Regions from separate parts of the Mus musculus genome. Here regions 1 and 2 are each linked to region 3. A link is a contact called in public HiChIP or PLAC-seq data. All regions are on one chromosome and are shown on one strand. The core of a region is the stretch at or near the end of the contact, and the rest is flanking DNA. Distances in the headings are between cores, read along the strand shown.

What was found. HiChIP or PLAC-seq counts read pairs in DNA pulled down with a chosen protein or histone mark.
Region 1: an H3K27ac HiChIP or PLAC-seq map of neural progenitor cells shows a contact between it and region 3, with 4 times the contacts expected there. The contact joins two enhancer-like sites. A contact is called at or near these places in 1 of 484 Hi-C or Micro-C datasets (bone marrow-derived macrophages), 1 of 115 datasets of contacts at active chromatin or transcription factors (neural progenitor cells) and 2 of 9 other capture datasets (embryonic stem cells and liver).
Region 2: a contact with region 3 is called in an H3K27ac HiChIP or PLAC-seq map of oligodendrocyte precursor cells, with 5 times the contacts expected there. The contact joins two enhancer-like sites. A contact is called at or near these places in 1 of 484 Hi-C or Micro-C datasets (forebrain), 5 of 115 datasets of contacts at active chromatin or transcription factors (astrocytes, embryonic basal ganglia, neural progenitor cells and 1 more) and 2 of 9 other capture datasets (adipose tissue and liver).

What each region holds. Positions count from the first base shown.
Region 1 is chr15:30,659,587-30,663,183 of GRCm38.p6, reverse strand. The region is part of intron 7 of Ctnnd2 (catenin (cadherin associated protein), delta 2); the gene reads right to left. Among named protein-coding and RNA genes, the nearest start is that of Gm31841, 21 kb to the left of the region's middle. Within about 2 kb of position 1,328, at least 35 of the 459 cell types and tissues checked have an H3K27ac peak or open chromatin away from gene starts, as enhancers often do. A contact at or near this core is called in neural progenitor cells, where this site is marked.
Region 2 is chr15:30,691,841-30,695,395 of GRCm38.p6, reverse strand. All of the region lies in intron 9 of Ctnnd2 (catenin (cadherin associated protein), delta 2), which reads right to left. Gm41283 (a long non-coding RNA gene) reads right to left here. Exons shown (of 2, transcript XR_875095.2): 1 at 1-3,555. Among named protein-coding and RNA genes, the nearest start is that of Gm41283, 10 kb to the right of the region's middle. Within about 2 kb of position 1,540, at least 58 of the 459 cell types and tissues checked have an H3K27ac peak or open chromatin away from gene starts, as enhancers often do. A contact at or near this core is called in embryonic basal ganglia, neural progenitor cells and oligodendrocyte precursor cells, where this site is marked.
Region 3 is chr15:30,449,226-30,452,730 of GRCm38.p6, reverse strand. The region is part of intron 2 of Ctnnd2 (catenin (cadherin associated protein), delta 2); the gene reads right to left. Among named protein-coding and RNA genes, the nearest start is that of Gm41284, 52 kb to the left of the region's middle. Within about 2 kb of position 1,775, at least 28 of the 459 cell types and tissues checked have an H3K27ac peak or open chromatin away from gene starts, as enhancers often do. A contact at or near this core is called in embryonic basal ganglia, neural progenitor cells and oligodendrocyte precursor cells, where this site is marked.

The sequences.
Region 1 (3,597 bases), core at 79-2,578, 210 kb before region 3:
AAGAGCTTTGGGCTTATCTGATTGCTAGAGGAGTTCAATTAAGACACCAGTCTTGAATACTAGAGGCTGACACATCAATGCCATAATCTCCCCTGCCCTTTTGAGCAAACACGAGTGGCCTCAACAAAGACTCAGGTGTAGCTGGATACTGGCCATGCAGGTGCCCAGCGGCCTAGCACGTCAGCTCGTGCCCCGATGACTACAATGACCGATCCTGTAACTGCTGTGTGTCTCTACAGGGCCATACACCAGGGGGCCACAGATGGTTTTCTTTTTCTACTCCTAGAAATGGTTCTTTCTGAGCTAAGGGAAGGACTGAAGGAGCTGAAGAGGACTGCAACCCAATAAGAAGAACAATATCAACTAACCTGACCATCCAGACTCCCAGGGACTAAACCACCAACCAAAGAGTACCCATCAGGAGATTTGTGGCTCCAGCTACATATGTAGCACAGGATGGCCTTATCTGGCATCAATGGGAGGGGAGGCCCTTGGTCCTGTGGAGGCTTGATGTCCCATTGTAGAGGAATGCTGGGGCAGTGAGGCAGGAGTGGGTGGGTGGGTGGGGGAGCACCCTCATAGAGGCAAAGGGGAGGGAGCACGGCACGGGGAGTTTGCAGAGGGTAAACCCCAAAGGGGGATATCATTTGAAATGTAAACAAATAAAGTGATTAATTACAAGAAAAAGAAATGTCTCTTCTTCCAGGGTATGGAAAAGCTAGGGCTAAGGGTTATCTGGAAAAGAGTCACTTCCAGAAGGGTTAAAAAAAGAGAGAGAGAAAGAAACTTTAAAAAAAAAAAATCAATCAGGCTTTTTATAATTGGATGGGCTGGAGTGTTTTTTGTGGAGGTTATCTTGATTGTGATGTGGGCTTAGGTTTCCTGTGCTGCCTCAGTGCACACACCCTGCCTGCCAAACAAAAGGGTCCTTGATCTTCCACTTTCTTTGTAAGCACACGTCTCCACCCAGGGAAAATATGTGTATCATTTACCTCTGAGACAAAAAAAAAAAAAAAAAAAAAAAAGAAGCTTCAGTAGGAGGCCCTTCCCTGGCAAGGACCTCAGAAGACAACCCAGTGAATAGAAGAATATGGCATATGGATACCTCTGAGAAGTGACCTGGCTTTAATGGTTGCTGTGGAGTGAAGGCAAGATGTAGGTGGGGTCTTCTGCACACAATCAGGGCTTAGTCTTTGGTATTTCCTTTAGTCGGGGAGTCAGAAGAGCCCCGGGCACATCCATTCCTGAGTGGCTATGTACAGAGGCCCTTGCAGGGGGGTTAGTTTCCCTGATGCTTTCAGAGAAAGCTAGCAATGCTCTTGGATGGGGATAGGGGGAGGGTATGGGCTTTGCCTCAAACATGCCTTTACTCTGTGATGTGTCTTGCCGGGAAACCCTAGGACATGGCAGGCAGCCTTCTGGCACATTGTCCCTCCCGCCCTCATGTCCTGTCCTTCTGCAGTTCTAGGATAAAAAACTTTGAGGGCTACGGAGACCAGGGTGTAGCAGTCTTGGCTCAGGAATGTCCTGAATCTGCAGCGTCCGTCCTTCCACAACAGCCTAAGACTCAGCCTGGCAAAGGGACCTTTAGAAGGACTCTGCCCAAGCACCTCAAACATTTGCTGGCAAGGCCAGGGCAAGTGGAGTTACTGTACTTCTATGTAGGGCAAAATAATTAGATGTAAAATGTGTAGCTAAAACATTTGGACATCTACAAGCAAAAGAAGCTCAACATATGAAATCTAATTTTTCCCTCGGAGGAGCCTTGTAGTTATTATACTTGGCTTCAGAATTTGTTGTGAGCAGGAATGGACCACAAGTTAGGCTCACTCCTCTCTTCTTATTGTCCTAATGACCTACTGATGAAAGCAATCTGTGATTTGCTGCTATCTTATTAATTAGTCCACTTCCCAGAGTTTTTAATGGTCAGTCTTACATTGACACCCAAACTTGTCTTCAGCAACAAGGAGGATAAAACTCAACAGGTGTCGTTTTGTTTCTCAGCAGCTCCTTTTGATATCTCTTGGTCAGAGCATCTGCACTGTCAGGTTTCCAGACCTCATTGTTATACATAATCCCCAGAGTTTTCATAGAGAACGTTCGGAACAAGGTAGGCCTGGTACATCTTCATATCTAAGCAGCACAGGCAGGCTGAAGCTTCAAGGCAACTTTCATTAGCTATTCAAAGCGCCACTGGAACAAAGCTGTCTCTCTTTTGGGTTCTGTGGCTTTTGCCCAGGGCCACAGAGGAAATTCTCAGTGAGGAAAGAAGAGTTAGCTCAACAAAAGGGGAAATAAGCAGGCAGGTGCTTCCATAAATCACAAGGTTGTATCGTGAAGGCCCTGGCTGGACTGAATCTCACTATGGAGACCAGATTGGCCTTGAACTCACAGACATCTGCCTGCCTCTGCCTCCCAAGGGCTGGAATAAAAGGCTTGCGCCACCACACTGAGCTGCAATTTTTAAAAGACATGACTCGAGATGGTTTGCATTCTGTAACTTAAAAGCCTTTCAGTTCGATTACTTTCGATATAGCATACATAGGCTGTACAAAGTTCCTTTAAGAACTAGACACTGAGTTTCATAAACATGGTGTAATGCACTTTCTCTATCATTTTTCTGTAGTGGATTTGTTAGCAGAGAGGATTTTGTGGCTTCTATAGGAAAAAGACCCATTAGCTTACAACAAAATTTACAAAGAAGATATACGCTTTGTAGATTCATTATTCCTATGTTTACATTGTATAACCTTTTTATGTATTAATATTTTATTATTTATTCTAATTCTTCTCATATGGAGTTTTGTATATAAAAAGGCTTTGATAAGATAAGAATTATACTGTAAACTATGCAGTTTCCACTAGGATTTAGCTTTTGGATTTTATTAATTTCAAAAAAGCATTCTAGTATGTGTTTATGAGCATGTGTATTTTAAAGCTCAATTAATTTTGGGGTGGAGTATGCACCATTGTCATTTGAATGCCCATCACCCTTGGTAAAACAACTTCTTCATCGCATACATAAAGGACACCAGTGTCCAGCTAAAATGGCCCCCTTTCGATGTCTCTGTGAGAAAGACACTACTGAGCATTGGAGAGGAGTGTCCTACGGGGCCATTGATGCTTCTCCAGGACAGAAAGTCCCACAAGGGAGTAAATGCTACTAAGAATCGTCAACAGGAGTGGCCTATTTGTCAGTATGTGATAGCACCAAGTTCATTGAAAACTGTGGTATTATGTTTGTGTCTTTCACTAGTTCCCAGGTTCAGTCTCAATTCAAGGTATTAACAGGGACGGTACAGAGCCCTCACTATTGAGATTTTTGGTCCCTGTAAAACAAGCCCTAGAAAATTCTCTCAAGTCTCTTCCACCATGAGGAGGAAAAAGCAACAAGGATTCCTCAGTTAACCAGAAAAGTCTTCACTACACGCAGGATCTACTACCACCTTGGTCTGTCTGTCTGTCTGTCTGTTTTTTGTTTGTTTGTTTGTTCGTTTTGTTTTGTTTTGTTTTGTAGCTATCAGAATTGTGACATGTAAATTTCCATGGTTAAAAAAAAATCATGATATTTGTGGTATTTTGTTATAGCAACTCAAA
Region 2 (3,555 bases), core at 291-2,790, 240 kb before region 3:
GGCAATCACATGCACAGCTCTCATTTTGGGGTCTGGTTAGAATGCAGACCATGGTGTCTGAGGCATGGAGTAAGGGCCTGGGATTCTAAATTTCCCACCAGCACCTATGCTCTGATCCACACACTAGAACGCAAGCCTCTAGGTGCTAGTAAGTTTTGCCCACTCTAGAACTTGTTTGAGTAAAATAATATGTTTTAATGCAAAATTCAAAATTTTAAATTTTAAGTGATTTTAAGTGATGAAATGACCATTAGTTTCTAGAAATCAGTTTACTTCTATTGCTGGGCATGCCCATGTATCAGGATCATTTACATACATGCACAAAGACACACAAATATATATGTATATACATGGAAAACTATAAAACTGCCCATTTTCAAATCTCATTTTATAGAACCTTTATATTCATTTTCAAATTTTATAAAGTTGATAAATAGATCTATATTGACCTGCATATTGCATTTTAATTTTATACTTCATGAATCTTCAGGAAACCACATCTATGTGGAAAAGTGTTGGGCCTGCTAGACCGGCCCCTCTTTGGCCTTCCTAGAAAAGATATCACAACCACAGTTCACTCTACCTTGATCCTTCAGAGCACAGCTCTGTAGCTTCCTACAGAGTTCCACCACAGCTGAAGACTTTCATCCTCACACTGCCCAAAGAGACCTCTGCAAAGCATCAGGCAGATAATGCAAGCTCTGAAAAACCTCTCTCCAGCTACACACCATACCATCACCATCATGGCTGCTCACTGAAGATCCTATCCCAGCTTAGGCTGTGGTGATAAAATGCTAGCTCCTGAATGCCATTCACAACCTAACACAAATTTTCCCACTGGTCTGGAAACTGGGGCCCAAGGTCAAAGTGCTGGGAGGTTTTCCTCCTTCAGAGGCCTCTTTCCTCAATTTGCAAGTGACTGGATTCCCAGTGTCTGCATACAGTCTTGCAAGTCCGTCCTGTGGGGTGAGGGCCTCAACCCAGGGGTGTCAGTTTATCTTTAATCACCTGCTTGGAAACTGTTTCTACACATTGTGAGTCTAGCAGTTAAGACTTCATCATAGGAATTTAGAGGATGGTATTGCACCCATGACATATCTCTTGAGCAAGATTGAACCCCGGGTGCTGGAGAGTTCTGCACATAGAAGACAGACTAGAGGCCTAAGGCAGAGCCCAATCTTTAGCCTAATGGCCCCAGCAAGTAGAGCCAAAGAGAGGAATGGGAGGGAGGTAAGGGTGAGGGGCAAGGTGGCAGAGCAGGGCAGGGGGGCCTAGACCTCTCACCACAGGCAGTGAGGCCCAGGGCAGGCTGATTCCATCCACAGTGCCATTCTCAGAGATCCTGCCCGGTTTCCAAAAGCTTCTATTGTATCTGAGCCTGTGAACTGGTTTTCAATGAGGCCCTCCTGGCTGAGGCTGCTGGGCCCATTTCCTGTCTCTTTCATACCTCTCTGGAAACTTAACAACAAGCTCCTATTGAGCGAGCTTGCCACAGTGCATTCTCATTCCCTGCCACTTGTAAGTGTTCGCTGTGCAGAATGAGCGAATGCAGCACATTACACACAGGCGCTTCATCCTGGAGCATGGGCCGGAATGGCAAGTGCACAGGCCTGGCCCAGGGGCTGAAGGACTTCTTCTGCACTGCCCAGTTTGCCTCCCTTCTCAGTAACCAATGATGTCAGTAATAAAGCTGGAACTGCATTGCAATTTTGAAGAATGCAAATGTATTCTTTCTGAGGATTTGGTGCCTTGCCCTTGGGGTTAGAGTTCTGTTTAAAAGCATCCAGACAGACATAGGTCTGATTTGTGTGTGTGTGTGTGTGTATGTGTGTGATGTTTGTGTATATATATCTGAATGTGTTTTAAGTGTCTCTGTGTGTGTGTGAGAGTGTGTGTATATATGTGTTATGTTTGTGTATATGTATCTGAACATGTTTTGAGACACTGTGGATATTTGTGTAAATATGCCCACCACGGTATTTTACACATTACTCAGGGACACACAGTATTTGTCCTGCTAAAGCTCCATTTGCAACACTGACACCGTCATTTTCCTGATACTTTCCATCTGATTCATGACAAATTTAAATGTGTCAACCTTTCAGTCGTTCTCAGGACAGAGGACAATGAGCACATTATGAGGCGCTGATGGAAACACAACAACTCACCTAAAGATGCCCAGGCATTACAACAATGCAGAGCCCTTCAATGGCAGAAGTGCTCCACTGCGACCAACTTCATCTACCTGAGTGAGCTGTTTTCTAGCAACACCAGGCCTGGCTTGAGCCACGGCAACATCTTTGTGAAGAGACAGGAGAAGAGTCCTAATGGCTCTTGGGAGAACAGGATGCCTTCCTATTGGATTCCTTGATGTTGGTTGCAAGCTTCAGGGTTGGGGGCTTTCATGGTGACCTGGTGCCTCATCCTCGGTATGACTGCAAACAAACTGAGTCAGGGGCTGGGGCTCTGAAGCCAGCAGGCAGCACGAGGAGGACTGACGTTATTAAACAGAATTATATGCTGCATAGCATAAGCAGTGACTAAGGGTGATTTTAAATAAAAATGTAAGAGCTAAGTCTTCAATTACATTTCTACTCAAAGTTGATAGGAGTTTAAGCATGACTGTTTCCTGTGTACTTCCTAGTCACTCTTTCGCCACATCATTTACTTGATGCACATGTCTTTCGGTATCCAAAACAGCGCCTGACCGTTCGCTCAGTAAGTCTTTGCTGAGTAAAATCACAAAATGCCCAAAACTGACTCTGATAAAGATGCTTAAGTGGTATGAACAACTCTCAAGTGGTGTGAATAAGTGTTTTTGTTCTCTAGAATAATATGGCATCTAATTTTAAAAAGCTACTTTACGCTCATTCTTTAACATGGTATTGTGGTTATTATAATTAGGAAATATGTTATTACAGTATGTTTATAGAACTTAGTGGCCCATTTGAGGAGCAGTGCAAAGCAGCAATGCTGTGGTAACCTACAGAGAAGTGGCTTCTACAATTTTCTATGAGGTGGCGGGAGGCACAGCTTGGAAACTGTTACAGTCAGGATCCACCTCATGACCCATTCTCTCTCTGGCTTCCTTGTTCTGCCCCTAGGTAGGCTTCTATTTAAAAGAAGCAGTGCCTGGCCAGCATTTTGTTGCCCGTTACCCTGTGAGTGTGCATTTATGCATACACATCAGGATCTGTGTGTATGCATGTGTGTGCACATATATGTACAGGTATGTGGGTACATGTCAGACCCTGTGTATATACATGTGTGTGCACATATGTGTACAGGTATGTGGGTACATGTGGAGGCAAGACATTAGGTGTCTGTCTCAATTGCTGTACTCCTCGACGTTTTAGTCATTCATTCATTCATTCATTCTTCATTCATTCATTCATTTGTGTGTGTGTACTTGGTGCTTGTATAACTTTTTGTGCAGCTTGTGAATACAAATGCTCGTGCACACCTATGGATATTGGATCCCCTAGAAGTGGAATTAATGACGACTGTCAACTGCATGATCTGGGTGTCAGAAATGGAGCGTGAGTCATCTAGAAA
Region 3 (3,505 bases), core at 526-3,025:
ATACAAAGATATAGTTAATGGCTTGGCTGTGTTTGTCACCTAATAGTAAAGGCACAGTGGAAAGGGAAGCAACACGAACACAGAAGCTCTGCCACTATAAACAGGTGGCTTCGCTGTGGTTTACAATGAAGTGTCAGATCCTCACGTAAATTTTCTATTTAGTAAAACTTTTGCTAATTCCAAGATTCTTCTTTAAACTCATTTTGTCTTTTCATCTTCTGTGATAATAAGTATTCCAGTACAAGAGCCTATAATTCTACTTATTATCCTTCCAAAGTCTAAGTTACAGAATGACATGGGTTGGACAGTCAAATTACCGAGTCTGCCTTCCAACGGCCATGGAGAAGCTCCAGCAGTAAGAAGTTGTAGCAATTAAATAATTGCAAGGAGTAACCGTTTCAGAGCTAGCTCAGCTTTTCCTGTGTAGGACTGCAGTTATCTTTGCTGTCCATGGCCAAAGCAGACTGTGTCAGGAGGCAAGGGGAAGAAAAGGAGAAAGGGAAGAGGAAAGAAACTGCAAACAGGGCTGGACCTCTGCCTGGGATGTGGCAGTGACAGCTTCTCACACAAACCCAGACCTCCAGTGCTGTCCTGCTTCCCTGAACCGTGGAAAGCTGGTTAGACACAAAAGGCAAGCCTCTTGTTACCGAGCCTGGAACTGCATGCCCTCACACACTAGCTCACATTTGTCCATCAGTATAAACTTGAACTCTATCACGAAGGATGAAGAGAATTGTAAATCTCACTAATCAAATGTGTTCCGGTTACTACATGCTCCATCAAGGAATCTAGGCACCCGCACTAAGCAAATCACACACCCTCCTTCATTTTATCTCAACGTAAAGCTACGGCAGTGACAGACTGAGACCAGACGACTTTAGCTACCCCTCTCCATCCTGGCATGAATCTAATTTCACTGTCTTAGGAGCATTCTGGGTTTTTCAACAAGGTTGCAAGTTTGACCATCCTGGCGGTAGTACTTCGATTCCTGATGTTGCAAATAGTTACACTATAAAATCTATGACTTGTGTTTTGGGGAAAAATAGAACTTGGAAGCTAGAATCCCTAAGCTAATAAAAACATTGTCAGCAAGGGAGTAAGGTCAGATCATACTTGAAAATACATTAATGAAGGAGATGGTAAAATAATAATAATAAAAATGATGATGATGACGACAGTAATAATGTACAATAGCTGTAGGCTTACTCTCAATAAGTCAGAAATAAAGCAAAGCTAGCTTTCTCATTTTTAAAGGAGTCTCTCTCCCTCTCTGTCTCCTCTGACACACACACACACACACACACACACAGAGAGAGAGAGAGAGAGAGAGAGAGAGAGAGAGAGAGAGGCATGCAGGCACTAGGAAAGTAATGGCAGAATACAATGCATTTTAAGTTACAAAAGACAATTTTCCTCCTGGCATAACTGAGCCCATTTTTTTTGTTGTTGTTTATAACAGGTAAAGGAAGCCTACCGTATTTTTCATGTTGTATGTCTGAAGTATACACTTAAGATGTTATCTTTGCAGAAATAATTCATTTCATCTGATTGCTTAGAATTACATCTTACGATCCTAGCATTAAAAATAACACTTGTTTCAGTTTTTCACATACTTAGAGCATCTCTTTATTCTTATATTCTCCTAACATTTATATAAATTCACGATCATGAATAATGCCTTGTCAAAACAGAGTGAGCCCTGTTTCTTTGGTTGGACTTACGTATTATGCCAGTGCCCTTGGTCGAAGGCACCAGAGGAATACCAATAAGAAAATGCACATGACTAAGCATTTTAAGTTCTTCACACAATGTGCTTGGCTAAGACACAAGCTAAATAGCCTACTTGAAAACTACTTTTGCATGCAGGCGTGCGCGCACACACAAGAACCTACAGTAAAATGAAAGAAACCAGTAGAATGTTTTAAAACAAGTATGAAAAAAAAGTTCTTGAAATAACACTACCACTCAACCTGTCAAATCCTATTTATATAAAAGCATCTGTAGAATTATCCTCCGTAGGTTATGCTGTACTTGAGTAGTATCACAGATTTCGAAGATGGATGCCAGGACTTTCTGTCCTCTATCTAAGAGTTAACCTGAACACTGGCCACCTAAGCATGGAAGGCTGTAGTTATAATGTGTAGTCATTACGGTAAAGAAATGAATGGAGTGAGGGTGGCTCCTAACAACTGCCATTTCTGTAATTCCTGGACTTTAGACTTCTCTTTCTGCTTTAGGTTGATGGTCTTTAGTTAAAAATAAACATTATCAAAATACTCAGTCCTTCCCAAATTCTATCCCTTGTTATATTTCATCTCAGGTAGCTAAGATCAATCTTTACGTGCATTCCCTTCAGTCTCTCTCCTAGGAGCCACACCTCAGAAGCACTGTATTATGAGGCTCAAACTTCCCATTCCCCTTCCCTCTGAACAGAAAATATGAGAATCTCTAGTTCCATCTAAATCAACCAAATTCCCCTTGGTATGCATAGCCTATGGCTATCTCCCTTCCCATCTATCCACTAAGCATTTCCCCATAGAACATGATTTCCTTGGTCATGCTAGACACAGGGAAAGCCCATGACACCCCAAAATGCTGACCCTGTATTTTGATTGCATTTGAATGGTACAGTTACATTTCCTTAAATAAAAGGAAACATATCTCCCTTTCAATAAGCCTTCTGTGGAAAGGCTTACAAATGAAGGAAAGGCAGGTAGTATTGATCAGATAGCTCTTTAAAAGTGGGACTGAAGATGAAGAACTGAATAGCCACTGCTAATTCTCATGAAATTATGAAGATTCAATCAAAATCAGTAGGTGTCTTTACCGTATCTGTTAATAACTTGCTCAAAAAAAAAAAAATCACACATCAAAAGGACGTGCCTCGACAACAAACATACTCATGTCAGTCTGTCTCGCAAGTCAGAATGCTACTACAGTTTTCTGCAAACCTGGAAGGTAAACACATTAAGGAAGAGTTACCCATCCAGGTTTCACGTGTAGCGGACATTTTACCGCAAATAGATCTTTTACAACACTTGTGTAGCTACCAAATCTACGTCTCTTAAGCTTTGGAAATGTAGTCATTTAGGGTGAGCACATGCTTTGCTATGAGACGGGCAGAGTAAGCTACTCCCTGAAAACGTGGAATCTCCTCCTTCCCCCAGCTACTCCCTATAAACGTGGATCCCATGTTAATTCAGGGATCGCCATCAGATCAGCAGATGCACTGACACGTGCCACTGTCCAAGCCACTTCACCAGCCGTACATATTCCAATCATAAAGTTATTTGGGGATTTTCATTAATTTATTGTGTGTGAAACTGGTGACATCCCAAACATATTTTTTGTCATGTGTTTCACTTTTTTCAAAGTACCTGACCCCCCCCCCCCATGTAATTTTAAAAAACTTTTTCTTTACTTTTGGCAATTCCTAGTCTATCCTAAAATATCAGAGCCTCCATTTATTTAGGAGATTAAGAGGGGGTCAAAGATAAGATGTGCC